Linked DNA regions of Sus scrofa: all the other regions are linked to region 4. A link is a contact called in public HiChIP or PLAC-seq data. All regions are on one chromosome and are shown on one strand. The core of a region is the stretch at or near the end of the contact, and the rest is flanking DNA. Distances in the headings are between cores, read along the strand shown.

Region 1 (2,700 bases), core at 36-2,535, 460 kb after region 4:
GGAAACTGAGGCCAGGGAGGTTAACATGCTTCCTCCCAAGCCAAAGAGATAACTATTTAGGGCATTAGGATGTGCATCCAGGTCAAAACTCTGAAACCCCAACTATTGCCACCAAACCCACCTGCCTCTAGGGTCTTGCACTTTTAAAAATTATCTTCACTTTGGAGATCTTCCACAAAGTAGCATGCAGCACGCCCTCAAGGAGCCTCCACACTAATTCAAGAAAATATCATCTCACAAAAAGCACTCATCACATGGGGTGAGTCAGAAATTAATGTGCAGGGTTAATATAGCTTCCAATTTTTAAAATCCAGGGGGATTTATTTTGAAACATGACAAAAATAACTCCCAATTTCTTGGGGGGGAAGAAATCCATATAAAAGAGTTATTTATTCATTGGTTTCTTTAATGAACACTCCTAAGGTGCCAGGTTCTCCTATAAATGCTTTTCAAATATTAATTCTTTCCAACCTCACGACTCATTTTATTCTCATAACAATCCTGTAAGTTAACACACTCACTCACCCTGCCTTCTCACTGAGGGAATCAAGGCAAAGACAGATTGGACGGCCTGCCTGGGACATATTTTGGAAAGCTGTGGAGCCAGGATCTGAGTCGACATGGCTGGAACCTTTGCTTTTAACCAGAAACTGAATTACATGCATTCTTTATACAATGGAGTTTATAAATATAAGTCCATTTTGTCTATGTCTCTTTTTACCTCACATGAACTTGTCTTCAGGAGATGGTCTGATTTAAATGCAGAATTCAGGGTTTCCCCTAAATCTACTTTGGGGAGACCTTGGGAGATGCTTCGCAGTTAGCCCATCATGCTCCAGGGAGGCTGACTCTGAGCTCACTCAGGGGTTCATGTTAGGCCCATCAGGGTGCACCCACCATGCAAGCAGTTAAATGTCAAGGAAAAAGGAAAGAAAACAGGCTTCCATTAAAGCCCAGCATCAACACTCATGTGCGCAGAACCTCTGGCTGGAATGGCAGGCTGGCAAGGGAGCTGGGGGAGAGGGCCGGGAGGATGGATTTATGGAGTGATGATTCTCTCCAGGGACAGAAAAAAAAAAAAAAAGCCAGCTAGTAAATAAATCAAGTTCTCCTGAAAGAATAAACCCAGCGAAAACTGCCTAGAAACTTTGAAAGAAAGAAAAAAAAAAAAAGCGAGAAAAAGAAGGGGGAAGCAGTTTACGAACTATTATGATTTATGCTCTGAGAATCACTGAGCCTCGCCATACAGACGCCCATTGCTCTCCTCCCCTCATGCTCTGCCATGTGACCTGCTGTGACTCTGATGCTCAGCCACTGGAATAGGCAGAAAGTTCAACACCCCAACAGACAGCTGGAAGGAGACCCGCTGCCGAGGATGGGGTGTCCAGGTTGCAAAGCCTGAGGCCTGCAGTAGAAAACCACCTGAATGGTGCCCCCTGGAGTTGTGAGCTCTGCCTCTGAAGACGTAGAGCAATTGTGGATCTGATGATGCAGGGGACAGAGATGAGGGAAAGAAACAGGTCAGGGACATTGAGGGAAATATGTGAGAAGAAAACTGAGTGAGACCTTCATTGTACACCTAAGCCCACAGAGGTTAGAGGGTGATAATTTACTGTGAAACCATTACAACCATTCACAGCCAGAAACCTTGTTTTCCTAGTCTGAGTAATGGGGGTAACAGCAGCTACTTTGTGGCTTTGTTATGGGGTTAAGAGAGATGATCCAAGTTAGCCCAGGGCCTGGCACCTTAGAAAAGAGGACTGAGGGACTATTCGGCTAAGAAGCTTGTCAAAATCTAGCTACCCTGGGGTCACAGGGAACTGGCTGGAGGGTGTGGCCCCAGGTCCTAAAGATTCCAGGCAAACTGCTGTCACAGAGATGGAAAGGGGAGGCATGCATGGAGTCAGGTCCCTCCACTGCAGGCACTGGGGAACAGAAATTCACTGCCAGGACACTGTCTGCAGACGAAGCAATTTTAGAAGCAGGAGGAGATGGACACCAGACTTTCCCCCTGCATGGAACTCCCTTCATCTAGGATCACAGGTTTGGAGAACCCTCCTTGGAGACCAAGGCTGGTTCTTCCGCCATGGTCAGGACAGCTGGGTGCACAGCTTCTGCCAACTTCCTCCCAAGGCCGCCTGAGCTGCTTTTTGTTGGAAAGTTCCTCCTTGGAGTGAGCTGAAACCAGCTATCCTCCCCACCCTGCGCTGGGCTCCCACCCACTGGGGGCCCACTCATGAGTTCTCAAACACTTGACCAAAACAACACCCAGCTTACACAATCTCTTCTAGAGAACTGAACAAGTGGGAACAAGGTCCACCTTGTTTTGTGAGGCCAGCGTAACCTTGACACCAAAGTCTGATAAGTAAACACCAGAATGGAAAAATCACCAGTGCATCTCACTCATGAACTCATGATCCTAAAGCCCGCAACAAAAACATCGGGAGACAGAATCCAGCAATGAAGATGCGACAGGACAGCCCACACTGATTTTAGGGGGAGGGAGTGGGAGGGATCGGGAGCTTGGGCTTATCAGACACAACTTAGAATAGATTTACAAGGAGATCCTGCTGAATAGCATTGAGAACTATGTCTAGATACTCATGTTGCAACAGAACAAAGGGTGGGGGAAAAAATGTAATTGTAATGTATACATGTAAGGATAACCTGACCCCCTTGCTGTACAGTGGGAAAATCAAA
Region 2 (2,700 bases), core at 95-2,594, 310 kb after region 4:
GTGGAAGTTCCCAGGCCAGGAACTTGCACAACAACATCAGTGACCAGAGCCATAGCAGTGACAACCTCAGATCCTTAATCCACTGGACCACAAGGGAACTCCATGATTTCTTCACTATTCTTACATTAAATTTAAAAATGGGTTCTCTAGGAGTTCACACTGTGATACAGTAGGTTAAGAACCTGACTGCAATGGCTTGTGTCACTGCGAAAGTGCAGGTTCGATCCCCGGCCTGGCGCAGTAGATTGAATGATCTGGTGTTGCCACAGCTGTGGCATAGTTCACAGCTGAGGCTCAGATTCAGTCCCTGGCCTGGGAACTTCCATATGCCATGGGTATAGCCATTTAAAAAAAAAAAAAAAAAAAAAAGGTTCACTAACACGTAGCACAGAACTTTGACAAGAACTTCAGAACCACAGTCTTGGAGACTATAATTAATAACTCTAGCCTAAGCTTTCTCCCGTTACAGATAAGAAATCATAAGACAAAAATAAAATGTCATTTCAAATTAAAACATCTCTGTACTCAAGATGCCATTGATATTTTAAGAAAATTAGGTGTACTTTAAACTTATTCATAACTTTTTAAAAATACTACATGTGACCATAATATTTAATCTATCACATCTGCTTCCATAAAATCTACATCCAATAGGACATACCCCAAATTAATGAGAAAAAATTTAGGGGAAAATTAGGTCCTGTTTTCCCATAGTTGGACAAACAGGAGAAGCACATTAAGGACAGGAATTAAAAGGAGGAGAGCTCCCTCTCTCCACAGCGTTTGCAGCCTCCTTCAGCCAGCTGCCTGAATCCTGGGATGAGCAAAGGAGAGGAGCTTGGCTACACCAAGGAAGATACAGGATATTCAAATTTCTTATAATATTGTAATTGCCACTATGGGATGTTTAGAAATACTGAAAGATACTACCATACTAATACCTTCAGTTTACATTTCAATATATAATAACTATAAAGTTTTATTTATTATAACATTTAATTTATGGCTCAGAAGGAAAACATTAATTTACATGTAAAAAACAGGAACATTCGCCTTGCTTAAATAATCCACACTCAGTATCAAGTGTAAAGCTGTACTGCCGGCACTGCTGCACTAAAACTCCTTTTTCACATGGAAATGCAGGGTGTCCTGGGCTTGCCAGGTTTGCCCAGCACCAGTGGTATGTATCATTGGGAGCTGGGAGTAATTCAGTGACTTTATCTTAAAAATGTAAAGAAAAGTGCCTTCCCCAAACAGTGGTTGGCAGGAGTAAGTGAGCAACGTGTGAGGTGGCTGGTGGCCTGCCCAGTGCAGGCCAGGCACCCATGACTGGTCAGTTCATGCTCACCTCACTCCCCTGGAGCTGCCCTCTAGTTTATCTTAATAAAACAAAGGTGTGGCACCTAAGTTAACTTCACTAACTTGGAAGCTATTTTAGAATGTGCCAGAAGAGGGTGCTAAACCAAATGCAAATTCCTAAACAAGGCAGAGAGGCCAAACATCTAAGGCTCTAAACTACCAAGTAAACAGCTTCCTCTTGCCTGACCAAGCAGGGTGTTCTCTAGATCTTTCTAAGAAGTCTGTTGAAGACATTCTTCAGTGCTGACAGAGAATCACTGATAAAGTGTCCTCAGAGCCAATCCTGAATCCTTTGGACTCTGGTCTCTGAAAATGACATCTCGAAAGAGATTTTAGGAGTTCCTGTTGTGGCTCAGTGGTAACAAACTTGACTAGTATCCATTAGGACGCGAGTTCGATCCCTGACCTCATTCAGTGGGTTGAGGATCCGGCGTTGCCATGATCTGTGGTGTAGGTGGCAGATGTATCTTGGCACTGGGGTTGTTGTGGCTCTGGCATAGGCTGGCAGTTAGAGCTCTGATTCGATCCCTAGCCTGAGAACTTCCATATGCCACAGGTGCAGCCCTAAGAAGCAAAAAAAAAAAAAGAGAGAGAGATTTTAAACTCCCCACTCCCATCCCCCTAAAACAAATAAATACATACTTTAAGGCACATGACCCATGCATTAAAGAAAGCAATGTGCCTTGGGACAATAAAGATGTTGTAAGGAGCAAATTAAACAACGATAGTATATAAAAGTAATTTGGAAAACATGTATGTCATAGAAATCTGAGGGATCATTTGGAAAGAGTTCTGAGCTTTGGGTACAATAGGAAATTAACGTAAGTTAGCATTTAATAAGCAAGTATAAGATGACACCACTACACCTGTCTTTTACACAGGACTCAGATTCCTCATCTGGGGCACTCCATGAGGTGGGTATTATTATCTTTATTTTACTCAAATTTGAATATGTTATTACGTCTTTGTGACATGTCCATAAATATACATAAATGCAGGTGTATGTATCTATACACTCACACACCTATACATATAAAGTATCTGGGAGCCCACATTTCTTAAATTATGAAAGGGGAATGAGAGCTGACGTCTACCTACAGCACAAGATCAAATGGAGAATATTAAACATGGAAGGAGAAAGGGCACTTTTGCTGACTGGTTTCCTACACAGAGAATAGGATCACATACAATTTTGTGTAACAAATAAATATGTAGGTGCATTAATACTTTATTCTTCCTATAAGAAGGGTAAGGAATAAAGATTTGCATGTTAAGCAAAAACAAAAAAATCAGGGAAAGAAAAATTCTCTGAAAAAACTGCCTGGAGGAAATTTCCTGAGG
Region 3 (2,700 bases), core at 117-2,616, 380 kb after region 4:
TATTATTATTATTATTATTATTTTGTCTTTTTTTTTTTTCTTTTCTAGGGCCGCTTCCCGAGCACATGGAGGTTCACAGTCTAGGGGTCGAATCGGAGCTGTAGCCGCGGGCCTATGCCAGAGCCACAGCAATGCAGGATCCAAGCCACGTCTGTGACCTACACCATAGCTCATGGCAGCGCCGGATCCTTAACCCACCGAGCAAGGCCAGGGATCAAACCCGCAACCTCATAGTTCCCAGTTGGATTCGTTTCCACTGCGCCATGACAGGAACTCCTTTAGTGCCATTTAAATGAAAGCAAACTACTGGCTGGTACTAGGTTTTGGATAAAATGCATCACATAGTTTCTTTTAAAGGTTAGCACAGCAATATGTTAACACATAATTTCTTAGTTAATCAGCAGAACTGGAAGTATGGAAACCTTCCCCCCGCCCCGTACCTCTCTGGTTTTCTTTCATCTTATAATTTGACTTTAAGAGTTTGGGAGGCTGGACTTGTTCGTTTGCCTGCCCCTTTCCTTCCCCACCCCAGGTGGGACAGGCTGAGGTTTCTAAAAACAGGCAACACAGGAAAGGGAAGCTAAAGAATAATCATCCTTAATGGCAAAGAAAAGAAGCATAAAAAGCCCAGCTCCATTACCTCTTACCCTCAAGCAAGAAAAGCCATGAAGAAAAAAGAAAAGTAATGTTTCTACCTACCTGCACTGGACTGGGAGGTTTTCCTCATTAATCCTTACAGTGCTGATGACCTCACAGTGAAGGAATCGTTCTTGCCCTGATTTAAAGATGTGGAAAGAGACTTCTGGAGTTTAGTGGTTGCCTTGCACTAAGCTCCAAGGGTTGGCAAGTGACGTCATTTAAAGGCCCAAGTGACACCCACCTTCTAAGACGTTTGAATGAGCTGCATGCCACCCCCGCCCCACCTCATCCTCTTTTTCATTATGGTGAGAGAGGGAAGTGAATAAACACTTTAAATAAAGATTTCATGTAATTGGAAATATGAACATCCGTGCTAACTTTAGTCAAGGATGTGGCAAACGCAGCACCAGTCCCAGCACACATACACATATCATTTCAGGACATGATGAATAATGCTTTCTTGCTGTTCCAAATCCCTGGAGATTAAGCTGAGAGAAAGGCACTCTCAAAGACCAAAGTTATCCAGGCTGTCCTCTTCTTAAGAAAAAAAGAAATTACGATATTGAAGTAAATAAAAGAACTGGCAGGAGAGAAAGGAGAGGCATACACAGTGTTTATAAGACAGAGCTCTTAGGTGAACAGGACTTTCTTTAATGTCTCTGTCTCCTTCAGTCAAGTGACTGGGAGCCTGACTGCAGTGGCCACCCCAGCCCCACATGTGGGGCTCTTTAGCGCCACCTGCTGGTTAAGCCTCCCCTTGGTTCTCTAACAGAGCAGGACCCTGTGAGGACCCCTAACTCATGTCCTCCTCCTGCCTTTTTGTCTGTAGAACAAGTTTAGTCAAAGAATCAATTTAATCAGAGAAGTGAGAAAATAGAAAAAGGAAAACAGTCAAGCAAGACAGAATAATAGTAGTTTAGCCATTCAACAAAGTCCAGGACCTTTAGTAAGTTCTTTAAGGACTATAGGTAATATGCTGCGCCATGTCCTCGGAGCTGTTTTGGAGGTGCTGAAGCCTCCACCAGGTGGAGAAGTCAACTGTGTGCTTCCCATAAGCACGCAGACCCCAGACCGGCTGGAATGAGAAAGTTGATGATGCTGATTCCCAACCACCTCAGCACCCACCAATCAGGAAAACATCCATGAGCTGATCACCCCCTGCTCCTCAAACACTATAAGACTCCTCACTACCCCCTCCAAGGTGGGGGGGGGGCGGGGCGCGCACAGTCTTTGAGGCACTGGCCTGCTGAGCTCCCCTCTCTGCCTGGGAATTAGAGCTACTTTTTCTATTTCCTTCAACTATTTCTTTTTTTTTCTTTCTTTCTTTCTTTTTTTTTTTTTTTTTTTTTGGCTTTTTGCTATTTCTTGGGCAGCTCCCGCGGCATATGGAGGTTCCCAGGCTAGGGGTCGAATGGGAGCTGTAGCCGCCAGTCTACACCAGAGCCACAGCAACGCGGGATCCGAGCCGCGTCTGCAAACTACACCACAGCTCACGGCAATGCCGGATCGTTAACCCACTGAGCAAGGGCAGGGATCGAACACGCAACCTCATGGTTCCTAGTCGGATTCGTTAACCACTCGCCACAATGGGAACTCCCCTTCAACTATTTCTTCATCTTTCTATTTGGCATTGGTGTACAGAGGCAGCTGCTATTTCAGCAATAATTCTGGACCCAGATTGGTCAGGGATATGTGTGCAGTGGGACACAGGTGTGTGAATCAGTCTGGCTGCTGGTTCCATTCTGATATTCATTCATTCATTCATTCATTCATTCATCGTCTATCTACCCACCCATTCTCCCTTCCTTCCATCAATCCATCCACCCAACCATAAAGTCTTTATTGAGGTATCAGGTACAGATGTTATAACAGGAAAAGGATAAACAATCCCTGTCCAAATGGAGCTTACAGCCTATATTGGTGGCTCACAACCTTGGCTGCCTGGAGAGCTTCTAAAACATACTAAGACATCTGCTTCAAGGAAGATGGGGTACAGGTACTTTTCCCTATTCTTCTGCTAAGTACACTTAAAAACCCTGGACATCATGTTTAAAACAAACC
Region 4 (2,700 bases), core at 164-2,663:
TCCTGAACATGCCTATTACCCAAGATGCAACTGTTGCTAATCTTTTTACATATAAACCCTTGACATTATTTACTCGGTTCTTTAGAGTATTAAAATTGCCGGTTTTGGAGTTCCTGCTGTGGCACAGTGTGTTAATGATCCAGCTTGTCTCTGTGGAGGCCCTGATTTGATCCCTAGTCTGCCCAGTGGGTTAGGCATTGCTGCAACTGTGGTGTAGGTCACAGCTCCCACTCAGATTTAGTCCCTAGCCCAGGAACTTCCATATGCCCCCGGGAGGTGGCTGAAAAAAGGGAAAAAAAAATTTGTAAGTTTTTGGTTTATAGTATAGCACACCCCTTGATATTTTCTGAATTTCCTGATAGCATACAACAGTATCAGTATAGAAACATTTCCTATGGTGATTAGTCTATTTACAATGCCAAAAGCTAACTACCATCTCCAAAGATAAAACTATTTTCCCCCTTACTTTGTTAGCAAGTTTTTCCTGTGCTGAAGGCTCTGAACATTCAGCGATTTACTTGTTCGCTAAGCACCGCTTGCACTGGATACTGGTTATATGAAGTTTAAGCTCCCAGCCCTTCCTGTCAGGAGTGACATGGTGCTATGCTACTCTATTGGCCTCCAATACACAGACAGAACAGCTTTCCTATATGCAAAGTGAAAATAATTTTATCCCCACCCCCCCCCCCATCATTTCCAGTAGGCTTTCTGTCTTGGATACATATTCTTACTTGTTTAAGCTTCTCTCTTTCTCTTCCCCTCATTTTTTAGAAGGTTATAATATTAGTGAATAAGACACTCTAAATGTAGTTCTGGCAACTATTTTGGGAGCCACAGACCATTATTTAATCCCTGTGAGCCTCAGTTTCTGCTGCTGTAAAAAGTGATACCATCCCTGCCCAGTTTATGTGAGTTGTTTATGAGGGTTGTGAGGGAAGGTATATATAACATGGCATCAGCATTTTAAATATACAGTGAAAGTGTAAATGGACATTGTAAAATAACTTTTCAAAGAGAAAGAAAGAAAAAAAAAAAAAAGAATAAAATGTGTGGTATGTGTCCCACAGCAAAACAGTTAAGAGTTTCTGAAGCCCCAAAGTGAAGCTACACCAGAGTTAAATTCCATGGAAGTTTGCTTCCATGAAGGATTTTTGACTTTTTACTCAGGTCCTGAAAAAGCAACTTCCTGGGTTTTCTTTTCCTCCTACGGTCTCTCAGTGGCAGGGCTGCTTCCTGTCCAGAGCAGCCCTGCCCCAGCCTCTCTCTCTGTGCGGACTCTCCACCTCCTCTTTTTCTTTCAAACACTTAATACATTTAGAGCCTGATCTTGTGCAGAAAATATCCCTGACATTTGAGGAGCCCCGGGGATGCAGTGAGCATGCTCTGTGCTCCCTCCCGCTGGGAAGAGGAAGCTCATTTGCATACGAGTCATACCAGGCATAGTGGCGTGTGGGCGCCGCGGACTTGCAGCGGGCTGTGAGGGACGCGGGCGCCGCTTTGTCCTAGGAAATGTGCTTCGTGGTTTTCTTCCTTGCTCCTTCCTTACGTCGAAGAAAGCTTCATCAGGACTTCTGAAACGATTTTTAAATGCTTGATTGAGGATCCAGGACGTGTACCGTCTACAAATAAACCCTTGAAGGGTTTTCTGCAGTTCAATTTTTTGCGAGTGCGTTCTTTTTTCTTTCTTTCTTTCTTTTTTTTTTTTTTTTTTTAGCTTACTTTGTTTTGATCAGCTGAGGCTGGGCCTCCGTCTTTGTGAAGTTTCAAGAGAAGAGCCAGGAGCTACTCAGCAATAATTGCTTTTTGAAACGTACTCTTTCAGGGCGAAAGCAAAGAGCTGGTTTTCTGCGCTAGCCCAATAAATGCTATTTATGAAGATGGACCTGTTGAACTACCAGTACTTGGACAAGATGAACAACAATATCGGCATTCTGTGCTATGAAGGTAGACGTTCCCTTCTAGAAATTGCTACCCTGTTGCTTTGGTCAAGGCCACTCCTCCTTTCCGGTCCTGATGGACTTCTGTGCATTTTGTTCTCTTTCTTGGGACCTTAGCATGCCTTGAAAGGAGAGCGGTTCTTAGGTGCTGTTTCAGGACAAAGTTTGTTGTTTTGATCAGAGGCTTCAGGGGTTACAGTGGAGAGGGCGGGGGCGGGGCGGGGAGGTGTTGAAATATACATTGTTAAAAGTTTGCTTTATGCTTGCTACATACTAACTTTTCACTCTTTTAGCGTTTTTACAGTGTATTTCTTTTTTTTATTTCCGTTGGTGTTTTTTTAGAGGAAGAACTTCTAGGACCCAAGTAAAAAGTGAAACATGTCCGGTTCTCTCTCTCTCTTTTTGATACTCATTTTAAACACACACCATCTACATACAGTATTCCTGTTGTATTCCAACAGCCAGCAAGCACTTTGCATTTTCCTGTAGAGGGGAACAGAAAGTTACAGTGAGTTTTTGTTTTCGGGAGCGATTGTCCCAAACAATGAAGAATTTTTCTATTCAGTTTGGGGGACTGGGAGGGCACCCATGTCACAGAGCACAGACTGGCTCTTTGTCTGATTTACCATTTCCTGTTCAGCTCTGGGAGAGTTCTGACATTGAACGATGTTCCTCCACAGTTCCTCCACACTCTGGTCCCTTGTGGAAGTGATTGCACAACGCACCAACCAGAAAGCTAAATCCAAAAAAAAAAGGGAAGAAA
Region 5 (2,700 bases), core at 69-2,568, 270 kb after region 4:
CAGGGTCTCTCATCAGCCTGCACACCAACCTCCTGGAGATGCCAGGAGTGGCCTCTACAAAAAGCCAGAAAAGGGGTCTGGCTGGCCTCACAGAACTCAGCACCATCCCAGGAACCAGGAAAAGACCACTTACTTTCTTCCTTTTCTTTCTTCTTTCTGTCTGTCTGACTGTCAATAAAAGATCCCACTTGTTAGCAGCAGAGAAAAAAATAGCATGCTAAGATTTACAATGAAAAAGTATTCTCTACTTTTCTCTCAAGGTGTTCAGAGTGAGGAGAAGCTTGCCTCTGTGTGGGAAGGAGGTGATGATAAGTGGAACCATGAGGGGGGCAGCGGGGAGGCTCAATAACATTTCATTTTGATCTGTGTGCCAGGCAGGTGAATGGTGTTCATTTTGTGATAATCCAAGATATATACTTAATGATTTAAGTGTGATTTTCTGTGTTTTATATACAGATAAAAATGGCAAATTAAAGATATTCCCGAAGTTCCCGTCGTGGCGCAGTGGTTAACGAATCCGACTAGGAACCATGAGGTTGTGGGTTCGATCCCTGCCCTTGCTCAGTGGGTTAACGATCCGGCGTTGCCGTGAGCTGTGGTGTAGGTTGCAGATGAGGCTCGGCTAGGATCCAGCATTGCTGTGGCTCTGGCGTAGGCTGGTGGCTACAGCTCCGATTGACCCCTAGCCTGGGAACCTCCATATGCCGCAAGAGCGGCCCAAGAAAATGGCAAAAAGACAAAAAAAAAAAAGATATTCCCTTTATAGAGAGAAAGTGGCTTATACACATCACTGCCCACTTGCAGAATCCCATTCACGTACACTGGGCCAGAGACTTTTATAAAAAGAACAAACCTAGAGGCCTATTTTCTCACCTTCAAATGGTTTTTTCCCACAGTTTTCAAATTCGGTAACAGATTTTCTTTTCAGGCTGAGTATCACTGAATTTCAGGGCCTCATCAAGCCTGTTTCTGCATGTGCCAATCTCTGGATGGGCCAAATTCTGCCTATGGCCCCAAAGGAAGAAGAGCAACTAAGTCATCCTCAGGCCTCAGGCCTGATGCAGAGGAGAGCACAGGCTGAGGTCCTCTTCCCACATTACAAAAGGAGTTGCTGGTGGGGGTGGCATGTGACTCCCCGGCCAAGGACAAGCACTATTCTACCACGGCTCATTCTACAGGGGCCAAGTAATAAGCACTGTCCTTCGGGCAGGTGAGGAAAAAAAAAAAAAAAAGCCCAGGGAGCGTCACAGGCCCCTCTCTGGATACAAAGCACACAAAGGGGTTTACCAAGTTCCACTGCAGCAGGAAGTCATTTGTCAGGAGAGCCAGGAAGAGGAGGGGGGGAGGTGCTGAGTCTGCATTGCAACACAGCCCAGTGTTTTTGTGGAAACGACATCCTGCTAATCAAAACACAGTCGCATAAATGGACTCACTCCATTTCAGAAAAGAGAGAAATAAAAGAAATGTAAAGCCTATAAAAAGGTACCACACAACCCTGATTAATTTTAAAGTTCTTTCTCTGCTGTCGTTTTTAGAAAGTAGCTAAAAATAAAGGCTTGAAACTTGAAATAATGTAAGCAAGTAATCACACACACACTGGGCTTTTTCCATATATGGCTGCATTATTCTTCAGCCTTTGAAAAGGCCAAATGAAGAGATGGCCAACAACCAAAATAATCCTTCAGACACTTAACAACGAGGAGAAAGAACCAGAAGAGCGGGTGAATGACAAACAGTTGCAAGGCTCAATGGGGGTAAATAACATGACAGGGATTAGTTGCCATAGTACTTTAAAAACATGGGCACATGCATTTTGACACTGAACCCCTTCTATAAAGGGACTGATTTGCTCTCTGGCCTCAGCACTGAGAAAACTACAACTGCAGTAATTTAACATAAAAGACTTAAAGAAGGAAACCAGTGCAGGGGCATGACTGAAAATTTAATTAAGGCCCTTCTCTGTATGAAATCTGTAAAGGAGAGGAGGGCACATCTCAAGGGCAGAAGGAGGGAAGGAGATGAGAGACATGCAAAAAGGGGAAGAGGCAAGGGATTCAAATGAGCACATCAACTGCACAGGTTGGCTCTGGAGGACAGCTCCTGTGATGGAGGTTATGACAGTGTCTGCTGGGTCCTACTTGAAATGTCTCTGCAGAAGAGATTAACACATTCATTTCAAATAAATGACACACTGGAAAAGTCACATTTGTCTTGTGTTTCCTGGTTTACAAAAAGCCTCATCAAAGACAATTCTGGACGCAAGGCAAAGCACCGGCTTTTACTGATAGGACACTGAGGCTGAGGGAGGGTCAGTGACCTAACACAAGTCTATGATGGGCGGCTCAGGAGTAGCAATTCAAAGTCAGCTCTCCTGATATGCAGGCTGCACTATTTCCAGTCATAAAACCTCAGGAGAGCACTGGTCAGAGGGCCAGGTTTAGGTGTAGATGTCGGCATATTCACTACCTCTCTCTGTGACCATGGACAAGCAATCTCCCTTCTTCTGAGTCAGACCCTCAAGTGGAAAATGACAGGCCAGGCAAGGGGAGGCAGAGAGAGACAAATGTGATCTGTGACTCACCCAGCTCTGCACTCCTGTGCGAGTCTGTCCTCACGTGTCCCTGAATTGGACTCTTACTGCTTCCCTCCCAAGACAGCCTCCCTGCTATAGACTCAAACACACACAGAGCCCAGAGAAAC

What was found. HiChIP or PLAC-seq counts read pairs in DNA pulled down with a chosen protein or histone mark.
Region 1: an H3K27ac HiChIP or PLAC-seq map of alveolar macrophages shows a contact between it and region 4. The contact joins two enhancer-like sites. A contact is called at or near these places in 2 of 47 Hi-C or Micro-C datasets (embryonic fibroblasts and subcutaneous adipose tissue) and 2 of 2 datasets of contacts at active chromatin or transcription factors (alveolar macrophages and skeletal muscle).
Region 2: an H3K27ac HiChIP or PLAC-seq map of alveolar macrophages shows a contact between it and region 4. The contact joins two enhancer-like sites. A contact is called at or near these places in 1 of 47 Hi-C or Micro-C datasets (embryonic fibroblasts) and 2 of 2 datasets of contacts at active chromatin or transcription factors (alveolar macrophages and skeletal muscle).
Region 3: an H3K27ac HiChIP or PLAC-seq map of alveolar macrophages shows a contact between it and region 4. The contact joins two enhancer-like sites. A contact is called at or near these places in 7 of 47 Hi-C or Micro-C datasets (alveolar macrophages, embryonic fibroblasts, fetal liver and 4 more) and 1 of 2 datasets of contacts at active chromatin or transcription factors (alveolar macrophages).
Region 5: a contact with region 4 is called in an H3K27ac HiChIP or PLAC-seq map of alveolar macrophages. The contact joins two enhancer-like sites. A contact is called at or near these places in 1 of 5 promoter capture datasets (liver), 18 of 47 Hi-C or Micro-C datasets (adipocytes, adipose tissue, alveolar macrophages and 12 more) and 2 of 2 datasets of contacts at active chromatin or transcription factors (alveolar macrophages and skeletal muscle).

The regions. Positions count from the first base shown.
Region 1 is chr13:67,319,481-67,322,180 of Sscrofa11.1, reverse strand. The region is part of intron 1 of HRH1 (histamine H1 receptor); the gene reads right to left. It also overlaps a transcript of ATG7 not described here. Among named protein-coding and RNA genes, the nearest start is that of ATG7, 97 kb to the left of the region's middle. Within about 2 kb of position 1,285, at least 17 of the 83 cell types and tissues checked have an H3K27ac peak or open chromatin away from gene starts, as enhancers often do. A contact at or near this core is called in alveolar macrophages, embryonic fibroblasts and subcutaneous adipose tissue, where this site is marked.
Region 2 is chr13:67,471,540-67,474,239 of Sscrofa11.1, reverse strand. All of the region lies in intron 10 of ATG7 (autophagy related 7), which reads right to left. Among named protein-coding and RNA genes, the nearest start is that of ATG7, 55 kb to the right of the region's middle. Within about 2 kb of position 1,344, at least 10 of the 83 cell types and tissues checked have an H3K27ac peak or open chromatin away from gene starts, as enhancers often do. A contact at or near this core is called in alveolar macrophages, where this site is marked.
Region 3 is chr13:67,392,542-67,395,241 of Sscrofa11.1, reverse strand. The region is part of intron 1 of HRH1 (histamine H1 receptor); the gene reads right to left. It also overlaps a transcript of ATG7 not described here. Among named protein-coding and RNA genes, the nearest start is that of ATG7, 24 kb to the left of the region's middle. Within about 2 kb of position 1,366, at least 8 of the 83 cell types and tissues checked have an H3K27ac peak or open chromatin away from gene starts, as enhancers often do. A contact at or near this core is called in alveolar macrophages and retroperitoneal adipose tissue, where this site is marked.
Region 4 is chr13:67,777,569-67,780,268 of Sscrofa11.1, reverse strand. The region is part of intron 2 of VGLL4 (transcription cofactor vestigial-like protein 4); the gene reads left to right. Among named protein-coding and RNA genes, the nearest start is that of VGLL4, 94 kb to the left of the region's middle. Within about 2 kb of position 1,413, at least 70 of the 83 cell types and tissues checked have an H3K27ac peak or open chromatin away from gene starts, as enhancers often do. A contact at or near this core is called in adipose tissue, alveolar macrophages, brain and 8 more, where this site is marked.
Region 5 is chr13:67,502,574-67,505,273 of Sscrofa11.1, reverse strand. All of the region lies in intron 17 of ATG7 (autophagy related 7), which reads right to left. Among named protein-coding and RNA genes, the nearest start is that of ATG7, 86 kb to the right of the region's middle. Within about 2 kb of position 1,318, at least 47 of the 83 cell types and tissues checked have an H3K27ac peak or open chromatin away from gene starts, as enhancers often do. A contact at or near this core is called in adipose tissue, alveolar macrophages, brain and 7 more, where this site is marked.